Regions from separate parts of the Sus scrofa genome. Here regions 1 and 2 are each linked to region 3. Evidence: chromatin contacts called from public Hi-C and HiChIP or PLAC-seq data. All regions are on one chromosome and are shown on one strand. Each heading gives the region's core, a stretch centred on a gene start, on an enhancer-like site or on the middle of the called end of the contact. The rest is flanking DNA. Distances are from core to core; before and after follow the strand shown.

Region 1 (4,262 bases), core at 953-3,452, 74 kb after region 3:
ACCAGCCCATGTTCCCACTTTCCAGGCCCGTGCCCCTTCTAGCCTCCATCCACAAAGGCACTGCCCCTCACAAACCAATTCAACCTACTACTACTGACAGGCCTCCCGACATCAGGACCACTCACCTGCTCCGCCCTGTATCTCTTCCTCCCCATTACTCCATTCCGCGGCCCCGCCCCAGTATCGCAGGCCCTGCGCAGCGACGCTGCACCTATCCCAAGGGCAACGACCTCCGGCCTAGCCCACCTGGCTGACCCGAGTCCCGTCCCAGTTTCGTCTTCCCCTAGACCCAGGGCTGTATCGGCCCCACCCAGACCCCTCTCGCGGGCCCCGCCCCCAGCCCGCCGTCCGGTCCCACCAGCTTCTCTGGCCCCGCCCCCCCAAGCCCCCGCCCATCCCTCTCCGCTGGCCCCGCCTTCCAGCGTCCGCGCCGCCAACTCACCATCGCCGTCCGCCGCCCCGAAGGCTCCTGCTCCAGGCGGCGCGCCTCCTCGCGGCCGCGCAGCTCGAAACGCCGCGCCCAGCCGGGCCGCGCCCGCCACAGCTCCTGCACCAGCAGCGGGCGCTCGGAGTCGCCCAGCACTCGCAGGTGCTCCGCCCGCCACTCACCGCTGCCCACCGCGCCCGCCCCGGGCCGGCCCAGCGCGTCGCACAGCGCGAAAGCGTCCACGCAGCTGCTCTCGCCGGGGCCGCTGCCGGGGCTGCCGGCCAGCCCGTAGCGCTCCAGCGCCTCGGCCACCAGCTCGCGCGCCGTGGAGCGCGCCGTGGCCAGGACGCTCTTGTAGTTGGCGCCCGAAGCCAGCCCGGCGCCGAAGATCTTGAGGACCCCCGGGGGCGCCGTGGCGCGGGCGGCCAGTGGCGGCTCGGGGGCCACGCCCGCCGCCAACTCCGGCAGCTTCTTCTCGCTGGCCCAGCGCTGAGCTGCCCCCGGAGTCCCGGGACCTCCCGCGCCGCCGGACCCCGTGGTGCCGGTCCCCGAGCCCCGAAAGAGCTGAGAGATGCGCTTGGCGCGGCTCCCCGAGGCTCCCCCGGCCGCCTTGACCGCGCCCACTCGCCGCAGCTCCACGTGCGGCGGCGGCGGGGGCAACGGCTCGCTGCTTCGGCTCCCCGTGTCTGAAGACGAAGACCTGGCGGCCCGCCGGGGAGCAGAGACGGGGGAGAGAGAGACCCCAGAAGACACGCAGAGACAGGGTGGGGGATTAGAGAACGAAGGAGGGGGGCAAAGACACAGATGGGGGAGCAGAGTCCCAGAGCGAGTGGGGGACAGACACCCACAGAAGGGCAAGAGATGCGGGGTATATAGAAATGGGGGGCACAGAGGCCAGAGGGGGAGGGGGGGAGAGAGAGAAAATAAATAAATAAATAAATAAATAAATAAATAAAGGCAAGTCCCACAGAAGGAAATTCCAAGAGGTGAGCAGGCACGGGAGGAAGGAAGGTGAATCAAGCTGCTGCTCCTTCTGTGTCCCGGTCCCCCGTCCCCGTGTCCACCCGGCCTAAGCCCACCTCCAGGACCCACACTGGCCCCATCAGGCCCTGTATCACTGGGGCCAACTGTCCCCTACTGCCAGCTCACTTGCCCCTTCAGGACAGGAACTGGAGCCAACCCTTTCGGGGTCCCGGGCATTTTCCAGTGGAGGGACCGAGTCCCAAACAGGGCGAGACCGGAGGCAGGTGAGGTGGGGCAGGAGTCGGGCAGAGGTGGGCACTACTTGACAGAGGCAGCGCTGGGCCAGCGCCGCCCCAGCTTGGCCAGCTGCTTCCTGGGAGAATTGATCCACAGGCCCACCGGGAGATGGAGCTTCCCGAAGCGGGGGCTTCCGCCCTCCTTCCGCTCACCAGATAGCATGGCCCTAAGGGAGAGCGGGTAAGGCCCCCACTCACGAGGCTTGAAGAGCTAGAGGTGGGGGTGGAGGGGGACCAGGCCTCCTAAGTCAGAGGGAGGAGGGGGCTGGGTGGGAGAGAGGAATGGGGCCCCGGGTGGCTGGGATGGGGACCCACACCTGGGTCTGAAGGAGGAGGGGTCTGGACCCTGGGATCCCAGGCTCTTACCCTGTTTCGGGTCCCGGCAGCACCCGGGGCCCCTGGCTCCTCTTGCCCTGGATGGTTCCTGACCCCGCTGCTCCTGTTCAGCCTCTGCCTCGGCCCCAGCTCCCAGCACTGGGTGGGGGACAGGAAAAGGCAGAGGAAACCGGCAGGAAGAGCGGGGAGGGGGCGTCCTGTGAGGGGACCAGGCCTGGGGGAGGAGATCTGGGGAGGGCTGGCCCTGCCCCACTCCTTGATTCTGGAATCACATCGCAGCCAGTGGGCCCCTTCCAGGACCCAGGGGGCCAGGTCTCCAGCCCCTCCTCCCTCAGTCGGGAGAGAGTCCCCAGACGTCTCTAAGGGAACCAGGTTAGAATCCGTCCGGAGGAGTGCGTCAGATACTTAGACAGCTACATTAATCTTTATTTTCTCCCTAATGTTTTCCTCTTTTCCTTCGAAACCCGGAGTCCTAAGCAGTGCCTTTGCCAGGGCTGAGCGGGGAGGCCTTTAGGAAATTCATCACTTTCCCAGACTGAGAGAAAAGTATCCTGGCGGGGGTGCAAATAGCGGAAAGAGGTTAGGTCCCAACTGAGTGAGGAACACCGCTTCCCAGCCTCCCCGGTGCTTGATCTCATTCTAGCATTTAGCCAAGCTTCGCCCTCCTAGGTAAGCCCCGCTCCCGGAGGAAGGCCAGCTCTCGGCGATCGTGGGCTCTCAGAGCCTTCCTGCCTTAGGGACTTGGAAACCCCGCCCCTCACTCCAGGCCCCGCCTTCTTCAGGGGGCGGCTCACGCGGTCACGACGCCGGCTATCAGCACCACGATGGCCCCGATGAGCAGCCCTACCAGGCGGTGTCTCAGCACTTTCTCGGGCCCTGGAGACTGTGATTGGAGGGTTGCGGACGTCTGGGGACGATCCAAAGTCACCTCACCCGGAGCCGTCTCATCCTGGGTTTCGGTGTTTGGTGACGGTGTCTCCTCCACGATTCTTTTGGGCAATACTGAGAGAGGAGGGGCAAGCAGCAGTCCTGGGGGGGCATCAAGGTCCCGCCAAGGCCCAGGCAAGCTCTCCTCATGGCAACCCGACCAGGCCCCGCGGGACAAAAATCACACCCCCAGTTGCGTGAAGTCCGAACACACCCAGTGGGGGGGGCCCTGGCCCTGTGGCCAGAGGCCACACTCAGGCCAGGAAGCCACACCTTTGGGACCTGAAACCACAGGCCGATAGAAAGTTATGCCCACAGGCCACGCCCCGGGAGCAGGCCACGCCCCTGGAGCTGGAGTTCCACCCCCCCGACCCCCCCAACCTAGGGACCATCTGAATCCCACGTCTCTCAACAACCCAGCACTGACCTGTGACATGAAAATGGATGATGGTGGCTGGAGTGGATTGTACAGTACCCAGCTCGCAGCGATATGTGCCTGCATCCTTCGGACTCACCATGGTCTTGGTCAGGGTGGGCTCTTGCCCCTTGGCCATCAAGGTCTCAGAGTTGTTCTTCCAAACCTAGACCCAAGCTCAAGGGGTCACAGAGGCCTGGGGAATTCAGGGGTTGGGGGAGTATAGGGGTGAGAAGATCACGGGGCTTCAGTGGTGAGGTGGGAGTCCAAGGTGTCCTGATCAGGGCCTAGGGTCCCAGGGGAGCAGAAGAAGCCAAACTTGGTAGGTCATGGGTCATGGGCATGGTGGGTGCAGGCCTGTGGGTACAGGGACCGGGGGGCTCATACAAGCCTGATGGCCTTGGACTTCAAGGGTTAACAGGAGTTGGAGGACCTCACCCTGTAAAAGCTGTAATCCGTCAGGCCTTGAGAGACTTTATGCCAGTTGAGCTCACAATCCAGGATCATATCTTCCATTTGATGGACCTTGACTTTGCGCTCTGGGAATGGGGAGTTACTGTGGGATGCTCTTTCGCGGTTCTCGGCCCTCTCCCAACCCTTCCACTTGACATCAGCCCCGCTGTTTCCAGTTGGCTGGCTCCAGTCTCCACCCTCTTTAGACTCGGTCCCTCCTCCGGCTCCACCCCTCTTGCGCTAGTCCCACCTGCTGGGTCCAGGGCTCACCTCCACAACTCCGGGACTTTCGACAAGAGTGAACCTGCTTCTGGCAGGTACTGCACCAGATCAGAGGCTGCAACATCAAACCTGAGGGGGCAGGATCGAGGTTGTATTCTCTCACTAGGAGGCGGGGCTAAAAGGAGAGGGCAGGGCCAAGGGCTGGGGCAAGGTCAAGAGCCGA
Region 2 (4,161 bases), core at 43-2,542, 120 kb after region 3:
ACCCCATTTTACAGCCCGGGAAAGGTCTCTATCATGAGCAGGGCTGTCCTTGTCCCAGCAAGGGACCATCTGGACCATAACCCGCACATGACCCAGTCAAAGCCCAGGACTGATCCCCATGACATGCAGAACTGACCCACCATAGCCGAGGTCTCACAAGAAACCAGGACTGTCCTATGACAGCCCAAGATTCTCCGCATCATCACCCAGACTGTCCCCATCGCTGCCCGGAACTGTCCCACCACAGCCCAGCAGTGTCACCATCAAAGCCTAGCCCGCCTCGGTGGCAGTCCGAGCCTGTCTCAGTCACTCTGAGAAAGTAAAAGTCTGCCCTGCTCTCCATCAGGCTGGGATAAGAGTCCCAGATAAAGTCAACTACAAAGTTAACAGAAACCACTTTTCCCACCGTCAGGCTGCAGCTGTCAAGGGTTGTAAAGACACCCCCCCCACACACACACACCAAGTTATTAGTATTGTATCCTTGTTTTCTAAAACCACGGACCGAAGCTCTGCTTGTTGCCATCCTGTCCGTAAGAACGGAGGGTCCCCTTCTCGCCTGGACGATCTCAGTCACTGACAGGGAGATGCTGCCTCGGTCCCCCACCACCACCCCCGGGTGGAGAGTTCCAGATGAGAGGTTTCAGGGACACATGAGACATCTATCTTTAGTTCCAAGAAAACAGGGCGCTGGATCCAATTCCCATGAGTGACCTGAGACTGAACCCTATGCCTTCCTCCTACCTCTACCCCTAGGGGTCCGAGGTCCTGGGCGTCTTAGCCCGGCTCCCCCACCGGCTGCCTATTCCCTCCTAACCCATCCCGCCACCCCAGCCCCACGGCTCTCTCCTTATAGGCTCCTCCTCCACGTTCCCCTCCGTGTGGCTCCCATCTGGGTCCCCTTCCCAACGTTGACCTCTCTCCCCCTCCCCGCCTGGAAGGCCTTGTGCTGCTTTCTCCGGGGCCTCCTCCTCCTCGGCGCCCCGCGGCGGAACCCGAGTGCGGGAGGAGCGGGTGCCACGCCGGAGAGGCCACGGGCGAGGGGTCCACCCGAAGTGCGCCTCCCCGCAGGGTCTCCCACCCGGCCGCGAACCCACCTGCCTCAAGGCGGCTGCAGCCATGGTCCGAGCGGCGGGGATCTGTGCCCGGCCCGGGTGCGGCGGGCGAGAAAGACGTTCCGGCTCCGCCCCGCTCACGCCCCCTCGCGTGGGATGACGGCCAGCCCAGCGCCCTAGGCTGCCCAGGCCTTCCCAGTTATAGGGCGCTGGAGGGGGAACTGGGCCCTGCTGCAGAGCGCATGCGCCGGAACCCGCGGGGGGCCGGGGGGGAACCCTCCTCCCCGCCCCCGCGCAAGAGCCAGCGTGCAACGGCTTCCAAACTGCGTTTTAATAGATCCAGAACTGTTCCGGGGCGCTAACAAAGGCCAGCAGCCCGAGATAAGAGAGGGGAAACGCAGGAAGCAGTGATCTTCACGCACCACGATTCTTGGGGAAAAGCAAACCCCGCTCTAAATATCGGTGGGAGCAGAGAGTACGGAAAAACGCGCGGGAAAAGGGAGGGGACTCCGAAGAGGGCGGCAGGTGTGGATGGAGCAGGAGCTTCCCTCTGGATACTCTATTTGAATACAGGTTTTTCTTTGCAACGAGAAGATAACGTGTGCATTCTTTGTAACTTTTAAAGAGAAACACCCACACTGTTCACCTTGCCTCCTACCACCTCTTTTCATCAGTGGTAAAATTTCAATCCCCCACTTCATCAGAGGGCTTCCGTGAGCAGCCCTTAGAATAGGATTTCCTGGTTTATGCCCCTTCGGGAGTGTCTCCCCAGCTTCAGGACCCCCAGAGGCAGAGTTAGACGATTACAGCCCCGCAGGGTCCCTCTAATCGCCAGCTGGTCAAACCCGCATCGGTGTCCCCTACGCCACGCCACGCGGTCACTGTGTCCCCCCGAACCTTCCAGGAGTTCCCCCAACTCCTGCATCGGGGTTACTTTGACACCAAAATATTGTTCCTCTTGTGTATTCAAACTCAGTCCCTGGTTCACTGCGTCTCCGTAATTCTACCCTGCGACACTATGCCCCCAAATTCTGTCCCGCAGCCTTAACAGTCACAGGCCCAGGTGGTCAAACCTGAACGCTCTCCAGCAAAGTGTCTCCGCCTTCCCTCCCTCCTCCCCAGCCCTCTTCCCCCCTCAACCTTGGCTGGAGCCTTAGCGGTGCCGCGCCCAGGCCAGTTGGTGATTGCTGCACACACACCCCCGCCGCGGCCAATCCGCAGCAGTGATGCAGCTCCACCTCCCAGCCTGGGGGCCCCCACCTCGAGGAAACTTGGTACCTCCCAGCCGGGGAGTCATGCCACTTAATTTCCTCCTACCTCCCCTTTAGTTTCCCAGTCCTCTAAATTCAGGCATCCAGACACCAGCTCTTCCTTCCTCGGACCCCGGATTTTCAACCCCCGGTTTTTTCTTCCTTCTCGACTTTTGGGGCTGGCCACCCTCCTACTCTGCTGGCAGAGAGGTCTAAACTCCTTTCCCCTAAGGGCCAAGAATAAACAGGGAGGCCTTTTTGCTTTACCTCCTTCATTATTTCCAAATTAGAGTTTGATTTACTCTCCCCTGCGGGCTTGTTTAATTACTGCTCGGTAGCAGCCGGCTGGCAATACTTTTCCCAGGAGCCCCCGGGTTGCTCCTGCCGCAAGGCCTTCTGGAAATCGTAATCCCTGGGGTCCAGGCCTCCAGTGGAAATGGGGGAGGGCAAGGATTAGGGTTTTTTGGTGGTTTTTTTTTTTGCCTTTTTCTAGAGCCACACCTGCAGCATATGGAGGTTCCTAGGCTAGGGGTTTAATCGGAGCTACAGCTGCCAGCCAAGGCCAGAGCCACAGCAATGCGGAATCTAAGCCATGTCTACGACCTACACCACAGCTCACGGCAACGCTGGATCCTTAACCCGCTAAGCAAGGCCAGGGATCGAACCCACAACCTCATGGTTCCTAGTCGATTCTTTAACCATTGAGCCATGATGGGAACTCCGAGGATTAGGGTTTTAAGGGGCCAAAATAAATGTAACGATGCCCTCCTCTTGGCTGCAAAGTGCTTTTATGGAAAGATGTGGGGTGGTCTGGACATTGGTAAGTGGGCTTAAAGTCTGGCGGGGGGCGGGGGGGCGCAGCAGCTGAGAGGTGGGAAGGGGAATTTGGGAGACTGAGTTTGCGATGGGAGAGCCCTGGTCCGGGAGGCCCAGGTGGAAATGTGGGAGATTAGGGGATCACAGACGCCCCTGCGGGGACGCTGCACTGCGCCGCCTTGCACCCAAAGCCCAGCTCCGCGCCCCCAGTCACTAGCAGCTCAATCCCGGTGCAGAAGCTGGCTTCGGAGGCCAGGAACACAGCAGCAGCCCCCACCTCAGCAGGCTGGCCCATGCGGCCCAGGGGCTGGGGAGAGACGAGGGGAAAAGCAGGTCAAAAGGGGCCCTCACCTGACCGCCACCCCCATTCCACCTGGATGGGGCCCCCACTCCTACCTGGGCCAGCGTGCCCTCTCGGATTTTGGCCTTGGGGTCAGGTGTTGATGCTGCCAGCTCTTCCCACAGCGGGGTCCAGATGTTTCCTGGGGAGATGCTGGGGTGAGGGAGCAGAGGGGATCAGGGAAGTTGGCTGCAACAACACCGCCCCCCCCAGTCTTGAAGGCTCCCCCCACCCCACCCCACACTCGGCCCAGGGAGCTGCTCACCAGTTGACGCGGACGCCATATTGACTCTCATCCAAGGCCAAGGCTTTGGTCATGGCTGTCACCGCCCCCTGCAGAAGACGGGCGGGGAGACAGGTTCAGACCAGGGAAGATGAGGGTCCTTTTGTCCTCTCCTCCCAACCGGGGTCATCAAGCAGGGCCATCAGAATGGGGAAGGCGCGCCCGCTCTGCAGGTTTCCGTTGGGCTGCACCATTTCTTGGGAGACGCTTGAGGCCAACACATCACAGGTGGCCATGCCTCAGGGCTGGGGTCCTGAAGAAGCAGGGGGGTACCATGGCCGCGTACCTTGGTGGCCACATAGGGAACTGCCTGGGACTGGCCGATCGCCCCGACCAGGCTGGAGATGTTGATGACGTTGCCTCGGCTCTTGCGCAGGTGAGGGAGGGCGAGCTGGGGAGACAGAGGCAGAGGGAGCTGCT
Region 3 (4,451 bases), core at 1,453-3,952:
CAAAAGTCCTGGGCCTCATGGAACTGTTGCAATGGAGGGAGAGAGACAAAAAATATTGAATCATAGGGAGTTCCCTGGTGGCCTAGCAGGTTAAGCATCTGGGGTTTTCATTGCTATAGTTCTGATTCGATCCCTGGCCTGGGAACTTCCACATGTTGGGGGTATGGCCAAAAAAATACTGAATCATATGCTTAATTAATTACCTCCCCTGCTCCTGCTGGGGAGAGCATTCTAGATTGGGGGGGGTAGGATGTCAGGAAAGACTTCCAAGAGAAAGTGACATTTGAACAGACCTGAAGGATAAGGAGGAGTTCATTGCAAGGAGCAGGGAGAAGGGCATTCCAGAGGAGGGAACAGCAAGTGCAAAGGCCCTGAGGTAGCCTATTTTAGAAGCCAGTGGGAGGTGTTCCCATCATGGCGCAGCAGAAACGAATCCGACTAGGAACCATGAGGTTGTAGGTTCCGTCCCTGGCCTTGCTCAGTGGGTTAAGGATCGGCATTGCCGTGAGCTGTGGTGTAGGTAATGGATGAGGCTTGGATCTGGTGTTGCTGTGGCTGTGCTGTAGGTTGGCAGCTGTAGCTCCGATTAGACCCCTAGCCTGGCAACCTCCATATGCCGCGAGTGCGGCCCCAAAAAGCCAAAAAAAAAAGAAGAAGAAGCCAGTGGGACCAGAGCCCAGTGAGCAAAGGAGAGGGTGGTGATGGGAGCCAGATGGTGCAGGGCCTTGTGGGCAACAATGGGGCACTTTGTATTTTTATTTCAATAATTGAATATATATATAACACATTTGGCACAGTGCGGGGTACACGGTAAATGCTGTATAAGTGTTTGCTGTTACGACTTATCCTAATAGAAGGATTTTGAGCCCGAGAGTGGTATGATCCAGTTTGTGTTTTTAAACATCTCTCTAGCTGTGGGATGGAGAATGGATTGCAGGAGGCAGAGAAGCAGGCCAGCAGGGATTCTATGGCATCAATCCAGGTGCAAGATGATGGCAGTGGAGAGACCAGAAGTGAAATGCTATTTAGCAGGTAGGCTAGAAAGGGCACCGGTAGCAAGTGGGAGTGAGGGAGGAAATGGGAGGGGGAAGAGCTCGGAGACTTGGCTGGGGCCACTGAGTGAAGGGTGGTGCCAGCTCTTATAAGAAACAGTATTGCAGTGGAGGGAAGAGCATGGATTCTGGGACCACACTGCCTAGGTCTGAATCCCAGCCTTGGCACTCTCTAGCTGTGTGACCTCAGGCAAGTGACTTCACCTCTCTGTGCCTCAGTTTCTGCATCCCTAAAATAAGAATAACAATAGCATCTATTTCATGGAGTTGTGAAGATGAGACGATTTATCAGGTTCGAAAACAGTGCCTGGCACGGGAGATGGTCTGTCTTACCATTGCTTCCAAGAGATGGAAAGACTAGGAGGCCATGTTTGGAGAGGGAAGAATCAGGGATCCATTTAAGGGTGGACAGCGCCTCCTCTCTGCTCAGTGTAGGGCTCCTTCCCCCAGGCTAGCCTCCCAGCTCATGCCCCACCCCCGACCCCAACTCAAGCCCAGTGGGGTTTGGTAACCCCTCCCAACAGGCCACTTACCTTCTCTCCCCCAGTGCTGAGTCTCAGTGGGGGCAGAAAGGGGTCGTAAAGGACCCTCTTCAGCTCCACATCCACAGGGCTCTGCCGCTTCCCCACAGCACACAGACTCCAGGCTGCGTTCACCAGGCCCCAGAAGGGAGGCCCTGGGAGCAGAGGTGGGGCAGGGAGGAAAGGGAGTCAGAAGTAGGGACTAGATCTCAGTGCTGGGATCTGCTGGGAAGGCTGTGGTTTCCTGACTTTGAGGGAGGAGGTGGCTGAAATGCAGAGTCCTGGGTCCTAGAAGACTCTTAGAGGAGTTTCCTATACCGCCCCCCTACCCCCAACACCTCCAAGCCTCTCTTTGATCAAACCTATCATCAATGGTCTTTGGGGAAGAAACTACAACTCCCAGCAGTCTGTGAGGTGGCCAGCCTACCCATCCCCTGCCTGCTTGCCCCAGAGCCCATGGGAGTTGTAGTTCTTCAGTCTCCCTTATCCCACAGCTGGTTGATGAATGTACTGGGGAGAAGGAGTTGCAAGAGAGGGCTGGACCAGGTGGAGAACCGGGCCCCGAACCTCTGGTTCTCAGTACGAGCCAGGACCTACCTGGTCTTTCCCAGCAAGCACACACACACTCTTCCACCCCCACACTCCCTTGCCTTCCACTCACTCCCACTCCCGACTCGAAATGCGCATGTATAATGTCCCATGCTGAGCCACCCGGGGTCAGAGGCTGGGCCTCCGGAGGGAGGAAGGAAGGGGCTAGGACTCCTGGGTCCTGGGGATGGGGGGGGGGGCGGGGGGGGGCAGGGGAGGAGCGGACTCCGGGGTCTCAGGAGGAAAGCCTGGCTGCCCAGACGCCTGGGTCCCCGCCCTGGCTGCACCTGGCACGAAGTTTCCCTGGAGATTATCCTTGTAGCTCCACCAGTCCTCTGGGTCAGGTGCGGGTCCGATGTGAGCTGGGGAGACAGCGGCTTGAAACCCTCTCCTGGACACCCCACCCCCACCCCTCCCTGAGGGGCTCCTGCCCCGACCCCCCCAGGCCTTACCTGCCGCCCCCAGTACTGCCCAGAGTACCAGCGCTCGAGGGGCGCTCAGACGAGCTGCACCCCCCATCCCGGGGAAGCCTCGGGGCGACCCCTATCCCAATGCCCTGACCCCCAACCCCCCAGCTCCTTCCCTTCTCTGTGGAACCCCGACCCCCCAAGGACTTGCAGCCTTCCTCTCCTCCACACGGGGAGCCCCAGTTCCCAATTTCTGAGGCAGCCGGGGACTGAGACCCCCCTACCCCACCCACTCCCCTGCTCCTTCTCGGCGTGTCTCCTTCCTCGCCTCTCTCCCCAAGCCCTCGAGTCTCCCTCTGTCTCCCGGTCTTCCTACTCCTCTCCTCTGCCTTCTGCTTTTCCCTCGGGTTACCCCTGGGCTTCTAACCCACACCCCCCTCTTCGCTCTCTTTTCATTAAGCTCTCCCCAGCCTCCTAACTCCATGTCTCCATCCTGCTTCTCTCACCTCCTCCTCCTCCCTCTCTCCCTCCTCTGCTCCTGCCTCTTCCTTCTCCCCTTCTTCTCCTCCTCACTCTCTCCCTCTCGGCCTCCCGCTGCCCCCTCTCTCTCTCCCCCCACCTCCTCCTCTCCTGCCTCTTCTGTTTCTCTGTCTCGCTCTTCTCCCTCCCCCCCTTCTCTCTCTTGCTGTTATTTAATTTTTCTGTTGGGGGGGGCTCTCACAGCAGCGAGCACCCCTCCCTGGGCTGGTGTGTGTGGGTGGTGGTGGAGGGAGTACTCCCAGGGGCAGGATAGAGAGGTTGTTGGGGGGGGGGACTCGTCCCCAGCTCCCAGCCGCGCTGGGGCCACGGGGGCGGGGGTGGCCCGGACACCTGGGGCCCAAGAGCTGGCAGTTTCCATCCTCCGCAGAAGGGGGAAGGGGGGGGCCCTTAAGGTGGAGCTGGGAGAGTCCTCGGGTGTCTCCACGCTCAGGGCCACTGGCCCTGAAGGATCCGGGATCCCCCAGCTCGCAGGGACCCAGGTGCGAGCCTGCACAGCGCCTGCAGCCCCCCGCCGGATGCATCACCCAAGCCTCCACCAGGGGCTCCCTTAACCCGGCTAGGGGATCCCCTGGGAGACCGGAGTGCGGTGTGGGCCGCTGACCAGGAGGGGGAGGCAGAGACTTGGAGAGAGAGTGGGGGAGCGGGAGGAGGCAGGAGGAGGAGCCGGGGAGGCTGAGGCAAGAGAGCAGAGGTGAGGTCAGGGAGCTGCGGAGGCTTGAGGAGGAAGAGGAGCCTGAGATGGGGAGATTTGGCAGGAGACGCAGGGTAGAAAATAAACAGGCAGGGAGGTGGGGGCAGCCGCGGGAGACCAGAGAGAGGGGGAAAGAGAGAGAGAGAAAGAGAGAGAGAGACCTGGGACATACAGTGAATGCAAGAGATGCAGAAACTGATAAGATACACAGAGACAGAGACCCCCAGAATGACAGGGGGGAAAAAAATACAGAATGAGACAGATAACAGGTGGAGGCAGAGAAAGATACAGACACACACACTTAGAGATAGAAGCAGAGAGATGCACACTGCAGGTTAGAGATGGAAGAGCAAGATGCCAGGCCCAAGGTGGGTGGGGAGGGGCAGAAACAGAAAAAGATCTCAAGACAGAGGAGTTCCGGTCATGCCTCAGTGGTTAATGCACCCGACTAGTATCCATGAGGACATGGGTTCAATCCCTGGCCTCGCTCCATGGGTTAAGGATCCAGTGTTGCCTGAGCTGTGGTGTAGGTTGCAGACGCGGCTCGGATCCCGTGTTGCTGTGACTGTGGTGTAGTCCAGTGGCTATATCTCTGATTAGACCCTTCGCCTGGGAACTTCCAAATGCCGCAGGTGTGGCCGCAAAAAGACAA

Evidence for each region. A called contact is a pair of places that touch in the nucleus more often than the background predicts. HiChIP or PLAC-seq counts read pairs in DNA pulled down with a chosen protein or histone mark.
Region 1: an H3K27ac HiChIP or PLAC-seq map of skeletal muscle shows a contact between it and region 3. The contact joins the promoter of RASIP1 here to the promoter of CA11 in region 3. A contact is called at or near these places in 4 of 5 promoter capture datasets (fetal liver, fetal skeletal muscle and liver), 23 of 47 Hi-C or Micro-C datasets (alveolar macrophages, brain, embryonic fibroblasts and 12 more) and 2 of 2 datasets of contacts at active chromatin or transcription factors (alveolar macrophages and skeletal muscle).
Region 2: a contact with region 3 is called in a Hi-C map of liver, with 5 times the contacts expected there. The contact joins the promoter of BCAT2 here to the promoter of CA11 in region 3. A contact is called at or near these places in 4 of 47 Hi-C or Micro-C datasets (embryonic fibroblasts, fetal liver, heart right ventricle and 1 more).

What each region holds. Positions count from the first base shown.
Region 1 is chr6:54,070,213-54,074,474 of Sscrofa11.1, forward strand. It overlaps RASIP1 (ras-interacting protein 1), which reads right to left and starts at 2,203. Exons shown (of 13, transcript XM_003127281.5): 1 at 2,053-2,203; 2 at 1,713-1,853; 3 at 469-1,127; 4 at 443-466. The coding sequence starts at 1,849. It overlaps IZUMO1 (izumo sperm-egg fusion protein 1), which reads right to left. Exons shown (of 8, transcript XM_021094699.1): 4 at 4,088-4,168; 5 at 3,803-3,903; 6 at 3,377-3,530; 7 at 2,817-3,024; 8 at 2,395-2,573. The coding sequence ends at 2,495.
Region 2 is chr6:54,122,156-54,126,316 of Sscrofa11.1, forward strand. It overlaps BCAT2 (branched-chain-amino-acid aminotransferase, mitochondrial), which reads right to left and starts at 1,293. Exons shown (of 10, transcript XM_021094703.1): 1 at 1,095-1,293. The coding sequence starts at 1,118. The region is part of intron 2 of LOC106510565 (a long non-coding RNA gene); the gene reads left to right. HSD17B14 (17-beta-hydroxysteroid dehydrogenase 14) reads right to left here. Exons shown (of 10, transcript XM_021094705.1): 7 at 4,028-4,132; 8 at 3,724-3,791; 9 at 3,515-3,611; 10 at 3,074-3,425. The coding sequence ends at 3,252.
Region 3 is chr6:53,995,942-54,000,392 of Sscrofa11.1, forward strand. It overlaps CA11 (carbonic anhydrase 11), which reads right to left and starts at 2,703. Exons shown (of 9, transcript NM_001004038.1): 1 at 2,614-2,703; 2 at 2,449-2,523; 3 at 1,586-1,728. The coding sequence starts at 2,680. It overlaps LOC110261016 (a long non-coding RNA gene), which reads left to right. Exons shown (of 3, transcript XR_002344719.1): 2 at 913-1,032.